Linked DNA regions of Mus musculus: region 1 is linked to region 2. A link is a contact called in public Hi-C data. All regions are on one chromosome and are shown on one strand. The core of a region is the stretch at or near the end of the contact, and the rest is flanking DNA. Distances in the headings are between cores, read along the strand shown.

Region 1 (3,128 bases), core at 187-2,686, 210 kb after region 2:
ATCATCTACTGCCACAAATCTAAGCTCAACAAATTTCAAGAAAAATGAAGAAAATTACACCAAGGCATATCATTATCAAAGAGCTGATAACCAGAGAGAAAAGTGAGAAAAAGCAAAAGGAGAAAATAGGCAAATTATTTACAGAGATATAAATGTAAGGATGGCAAAGGAAACATCAGAAAAAATGCAAGCTGGGTACAGTGGAGAAACAGCTTCAAAGCTCGGACTTCTTTCAAAATTAAAGCAGATTTACAACTTATTATATGACATCTTCAGACACTAGTACTGAGAAAAGTCTCCCACAAGACAGACATCACCCCGTCCACACCCAGCGGCATCTCTGTGGCATTCTCTATCCACTAACCTGTTTAATTCTCTGTTCATTACTTCCTTCTACTTGGAAACCCCACTTACAGCCCCATGCCAGAGACCGACTCGTGTCTCACCACACCAAACCGACGTGTTGAGCCTCTAACTGAAGTGACTGTCTTGGGTCTTTAGGAGGTAAGGGTCTTTACCACAGGAGGACACAGCTAGAAGGCAGTCTCCTACAAGCCATAAAGTTAGTTGTGGAAGGAAAGTGTGGGACACCTTGCTTTTGAACTTTCAGAATAGATTTCTGGTTTTTACACCATTCAGACTCCACTGATGTGGTTGTGTTGTGCTGTGAACCCAAGCTGAGTTGAATTGATCAACTCTGGCCCTTTTTGTGTCCTCACACTTGGACAACTGCCACACAGGCAGGCAGAGAGGGCTCTGGGCTGTCCGAGGCTCTTGGAACCCTGCAAAGCCCCACTCAGCAATGGTGGCAGTTGTCTGTACCCCCTGGTTCTGATGATTTAACAGCCTCTGCTCCCTTCTAGGTCTTGAAGGTTGCCTGGTTCACCCTGTCGGTGGTGATGTGTAATAAGGAGAGAGCACACAAGGGCCCCTTTAGACCTCTCCTGTCTGGTCTCAAAACTTGATTCCCTTTATCTGTACAAGAAGCCTTAGGCTCCCTCCCTGAGCAGCTGTGAAGTCTGTAGATGCCAGGCAGAAGATTTTTCAGCTCAGAGTCATTCTTAGGGAGCCGTCGTCCTGCTGCGCTGCCGCTCCGGCAGCCCAGAGTTCACACTGCTACAGGATCGTCTCATCCACACACGAGGCTGCCTGCGTGATGCCGAACTGTCTTCCTGACACATGCCCAGGATAACTTTGTGAAGTGACAGATGGCAAAGCCCCAGCATGGCCCAAACCACTTTCCTTTCCTTCTTAAAAAAACACTTCTTGTCACCCTTGCAGCAAACCCCTGAGATGCATTTTGTGGCTTATTATTCACTCCATCCGGTAATTTGGGGAGACGAGAGCACCAAATGCCACCAACGATGCCCCTGTAGCTGCTAATAGGAGCCGCTGTTTGGAGCCCACGGTACCCTCCTGGCCCCAGCAGCTCTGACAGCTGCCAGAACACCGTCTGCCAGGCCAGGATACGTGCTGAAGACTCCAAGGGCAGAATAGAGCCCTGCACAGTCACTCTAGCATCCCAGAGGTGTTCCGCATTAATAATCTATAGTTCAATCATTAGGAGCAGATCCAAGTGAAATAGGAAAATGTACCGCATGCTGGAGGCCGGGAGGCTGCTGAGAGAAGGCTTCTCCACCTCTTGGCAGCCTTAATGATTAGTTCCCGGCCCCTAGAAGCCCAGCTGACAAACGGTGCCTGCAAGCTGGAGGCTTTCTGCATGTGATAATTGAACAATATTCAAACTCCTCCAAGATATTAACACAGACTCACTGCCTGTGGTGAGCCGCCTGGGTTGCAGGCCCCTAACTTGGTCCGCTTGGGTTGCAGGCCCCTAACTTGGTCCCTCTTCAGGGCACCCTGAAACACATCCGATAGCTGGTCTTTGCCTTCAAGACAGATCTGCATGTGGATCTTCCATGAGGGTATGTATCCGGGGCTGCTGGGGTCCCTCTGGCAAGGATTTAATATCTGAACCAATGTGATATTTTCCAATTATGAGCTAGAACTAAAGTGTTCACCCAGGCCTTTATTATAACAGCTCAGCATTCTGTGGGGGAGCAATCTAACTGTAGAGGGACGTTTTAAATTTCAGGATTGCTTATTTTTCTTAATAGTTATGTATTTCGAGATATCCATCCCTGTTCTTCATGGTCATACTCACCATTAGTCCAGAAGCTCTGTAAGTGGCAGGAGCCCAGCTCCAGCAGACAGGCAGACACCCCAGCGAGGAGACTTTACATCACTTGGAACTAAAGCCAGGAGGACCAAGAGTAGCACCGGAACCAGGAATCCTGGAGCCTGGCTTTGTTTGAGACAGCATTGGCACTCTTTCTACACATGCTGCCTTCCTCCTCTGGCACTGGTCCCATGTATAACTTGATGTCAGGGGACAAAGGAGAGCGCTCTTTCCGACAGCCACTTTGAAAGTCTCCCAAGGGAGAAGTCCAGTTGGTCAGGTGCCTGTGATGTTCCCATCCTTTTAGACTTTCAGCACAGCTTTGAGTCATCACTGAAGCCAGGGACAAGGGGTCGTGAAAGGTAGCGGGGTATAAAGCAGACAGAAATCTCTCCCTGCATAGCCTCAATGGCAAAGTGCATCTTCAAGCCCTTCAACCTTCTGCCTACCCTGTTTGGGACCACACACACACACACACACACACACACTTCTGGACAGGAAGAAATCTGTGTCACATAGACTCTGGATCCAAAACAGCTGCCAAAGAGGCTGCCTGAAAAACTGCAGAAGTGCTAGGGGCTGATTCCCCATGGATAGGAAGGAGCCAGAGAAGATGAGTTCCCTTCCTCTGTCTTCCTTAGACCGTCCTGGGACCCAGCTTCTCCATGTGTTCCTGGCCTAGAGACATCCTGCTGTGTGATACAGTCACCAACACTTAAAACATAATCCTGACTTTCTCCTGTTTCCACATCTTTTCCTCTTACTCTGGACACCTGGAAGTGCACATCCCAAATAAAACATCAATATATAATCCTTGCCTCTGGTTCAACACCCTTAGTCATCAGAAAAAGGCAAATCAAAACAACCCTGAGATTCCACCTCACACCAGTCAGAATGGCTATGATTAAAAAAAAAAAAAAACACTCAGGTGATAGCAGATACTGGCAAG
Region 2 (3,117 bases), core at 173-2,672:
CACTGCATTATTTCTTCCCTACTTCCCATTTGATGACATTGGTTGGCAACTTGAAACTACCATGATGACAGTATTTTACCATTGGCAAGCACTACACATCTGGGCATTTCTTCCCAAAACTGAATTGGCGTTTGCCAACATATACCATGTATTAGGGCAGCCACAACTACTGACCAGCTGTAGCAGGACAGAGTGCATCAAGTGTGCCTCTTCCCAATCCAGTACAGGATGGTTTCAGGCTGTTCACGAAGAATGCTACAGAGCATGGCTTGAGTTAGGAGGAAGATCACTGACTTGTTAAAGAATTGTTGGCTGTGAGGACTTTCTTTGTTCTCTCTGCTACTTTGGACGAGTTTTGAGCTGTGACTTTGCTGCAGGATCCTTGTCATAACTGTACTTTGACATCTGGTGTTTACTTCAAGCTGAGATTTCAAGGAAGGGCGGTTGGAGGCCAAGGCGGCTCCTAGAGACAGATGGGCAAAGCGTCTGTTTTGGCATCATCCAGGACACGGGCAGCAGTGGTCCGAGAAAGCACCACTGACCTGCAGGCGGGAGAGAGCCTGCCAGGTTAGCCGTGCACTTGGCACCAAAAGAAGGGGCTCAAAGCCAGTAACGGTCACAACGAGGACAAAAACCCTCATTGTGAAATATGGTCACTAGAAAGGGATGCCTGACTAGGGCTTTGGGGGTGGAGTTATAAATGTTAAAGCGCTCACGTATAGGAGAGTTAGACCTATTTGTGAAGACAAGACAAGCTCCTAGATGGTTTTCCAGGGACCTAAACCTTCTCTGTGTCATCATGAAGATTCACAGGACAGACAAGAAGAGAAAAACCTCGAGTTTTGTCTGCCAGTGTGAGGAGACTTGGACCGCAAGAAACAACTCTGTCCGCTGAACAATAACAGCAGCCAATGCCTTCGCACACTGTAAAGGGACATGCACACCAACATGCCCATGGCCATCCCGCAAACTGATATTTCAGAACGGTCTATCTCAAGGCAGTCATTTGAAGAAAAACCAAAGAACAGAAGAGACATGTCCGCCATCCGTTCTTGCTCTGCCGCCGTCTCTGATGGTGGGCTTTTGTAAGTTGTTACAAGCTTCGCCGAGAGATGGGACTATAACAGGTTGTGGAATTGGAAGATGCTAAATCTTTGTTCCTAATGGCAAAACATGTTTTTCTCATTTTCATCAGAATGTGTGATCCATGCCATTTGAAATCAAATCCCCAACACAATGAGCCATTAGTGTAATAGCTCATTACTAACAGCGGTCTTATAAATAATACATTCTTATCATGCACATGCAGCTCGCCATGAAGCCAGCAAAAGGTATTTCAGGCCATGCAAGTTTCGCTGCGCCAGCACGGCTGTAGATTAGAAGGACATCTCCATGTGAACCAAGATGGATGCCAATTTTCCCTGCCGGGAGTGAGGCTGGCCGTCTCTTTCTGCACATATGGTAGATGGATTGGTTAATCAGCGTCTGCTGAGTCTTGGGCCTGAAATTATAGAGAAGCCAGACAAGTGCAGCTACACAGCCTTTGTTCAGGAGTACAAACAAGACAAACAATTACTTGTTATTTGGGGAAAAAATTAAAATGTTTGTTTTGGACTTTCATTAAAGTGTCAATGGCTTTATAAAGCAGCTGTGTAAATCAGCCTTTTATAGCAAGTATCATTTGGGGAGGGGTCCGGGAAAGGAAAGAATATGCAAGGAAAATTCATTTCTAAAAAGACTGCTTGAAAATCAAAAGCATCTCCCATTTGTTTTTCAAGCACACAAAGGTGTCTTGGAGAAAGACTGTCTTTTTCCGTACCATCCAAACACTATTGCCGCTTCCTTCCCTGACTCAGGATGTTAAAGCATCTGCCATTTGTGTGGAGGTGGTAACTTCTCGAGAATGAGTGATGCAGAGTACCAGTGAGCCCACTTCCTGAATAGAATGGCTGGGTCAATCAGTCAGTCACTCAGCTTCCTGAGAGCCTGTGTTCCTCATCAAAAAAAATGTCAAAAATCTGGGTTGGAGAGATGGCTCAGAGGTTAAGAACACTCACTGGCTGCTCTTTCAGAGGTCCTGAGTTTAATTACCAGCAACCACATGGTGGCTCCCATCTATAATGGGATCTGATGCCCTCTTCTGGCACATAGATCATATATGTATGTATATATATATATATATATATATATATATAATACACAAAATAAATAAATCTTTTTTTAAAATGTCAACAATCATACAGTAAAATCGCGGTGAGCATTGCATGAACTTCAGTACCTGGTGCCAATGTCTCAGTGTGCTGAGCATTGTTTTGTTTGTAGATCAGGGCAGACTTCATTGAGCTGTTTCCCACCAAACAACCTTTCTTCACTTCTCCTCTCAGACCAGTCAAGTACTCAGTAAGTGAACTCAAGAGACAGTGAAGAGTTTCTCTCTGTCAAGGAGCCCTGAATTTGTGACTGCTCTCTAAGTTGGAGTTCATCTGATGGGTTCAGGGATGACCCCCTTCACTAAGAGCTGTCCGTGATGTGTGGGAAGCGCAGAGGGAGAAAGGCACCCAAGGTCAGGGCTTATGGCTGAGTAAAAAGAAAAGCAAGCAAACAAGCCCCCACCTCTCTCTCCCTCTCCCTCTCCCTCTCCCTCCCTCCCTCTCTCTCTCTCTCTCTCTCTCTCTCTCTCTCTCTCACACACACACACACACACACACACACAGTCGAGGGAGTGGAATAGGTGGGCGAGGGTTGGGGGTGGTGAGGAGTCACTCAGAAAGAGGTCACATGTAGCATTTCAGTAGTGTCTCCTTAAGAGGCTCTGACCAGTGCCCTAAGTTTCTTCCCAACTGTTAAGACCATCCACAGTGGTCACTTGTTGGACACGCTTTTGAGTGTGTTGTGTATCCCCTGCATGGTACCAGACACCAGAACCTCTTGGTCTTCTGCCCTTAAATAACTCGGAGTGCCTCCCAAGCTACCAGTGAGCCACACGCTATGCTCTTGTGACAGGTGCATGGCAGTCGTCGCCTGAAGTCTGAAAGGTGGCTGTGTTCCCGTGTTCCAGGTGGAAGGCAAGGCTGTCGGGTTCATGAGCGTGTGCACCAGCGTGAACTTGCCCCTGCT

Evidence for each region. Hi-C and Micro-C count contacts between places; a contact is called where the count stands out from the background.
Region 1: a contact with region 2 is called in a Hi-C map of cerebellum, with 1.5 times the contacts expected there. The contact joins two enhancer-like sites. A contact is called at or near these places in 5 of 484 Hi-C or Micro-C datasets (bone marrow-derived macrophages, cerebellum, embryonic stem cells and 2 more), 3 of 115 datasets of contacts at active chromatin or transcription factors (the HPC-7 cell line, embryonic stem cells and large pre-B cells) and 1 of 9 other capture datasets (embryonic stem cells).

The regions. Positions count from the first base shown.
Region 1 is chr2:146,182,890-146,186,017 of GRCm38.p6, forward strand. All of the region lies in intron 25 of Cfap61 (cilia and flagella associated protein 61), which reads left to right. Among named protein-coding and RNA genes, the nearest start is that of Insm1, 38 kb to the right of the region's middle. Within about 2 kb of position 1,437, at least 6 of the 459 cell types and tissues checked have an H3K27ac peak or open chromatin away from gene starts, as enhancers often do. A contact at or near this core is called in cerebellum, where this site is marked.
Region 2 is chr2:145,970,414-145,973,530 of GRCm38.p6, forward strand. It overlaps Cfap61 (cilia and flagella associated protein 61), which reads left to right. Exons shown (of 27, transcript NM_001369121.1): 8 at 3,059-3,117. Among named protein-coding and RNA genes, the nearest start is that of Cfap61, 37 kb to the left of the region's middle. Within about 2 kb of position 1,423, at least 6 of the 459 cell types and tissues checked have an H3K27ac peak or open chromatin away from gene starts, as enhancers often do. A contact at or near this core is called in cerebellum, where this site is marked.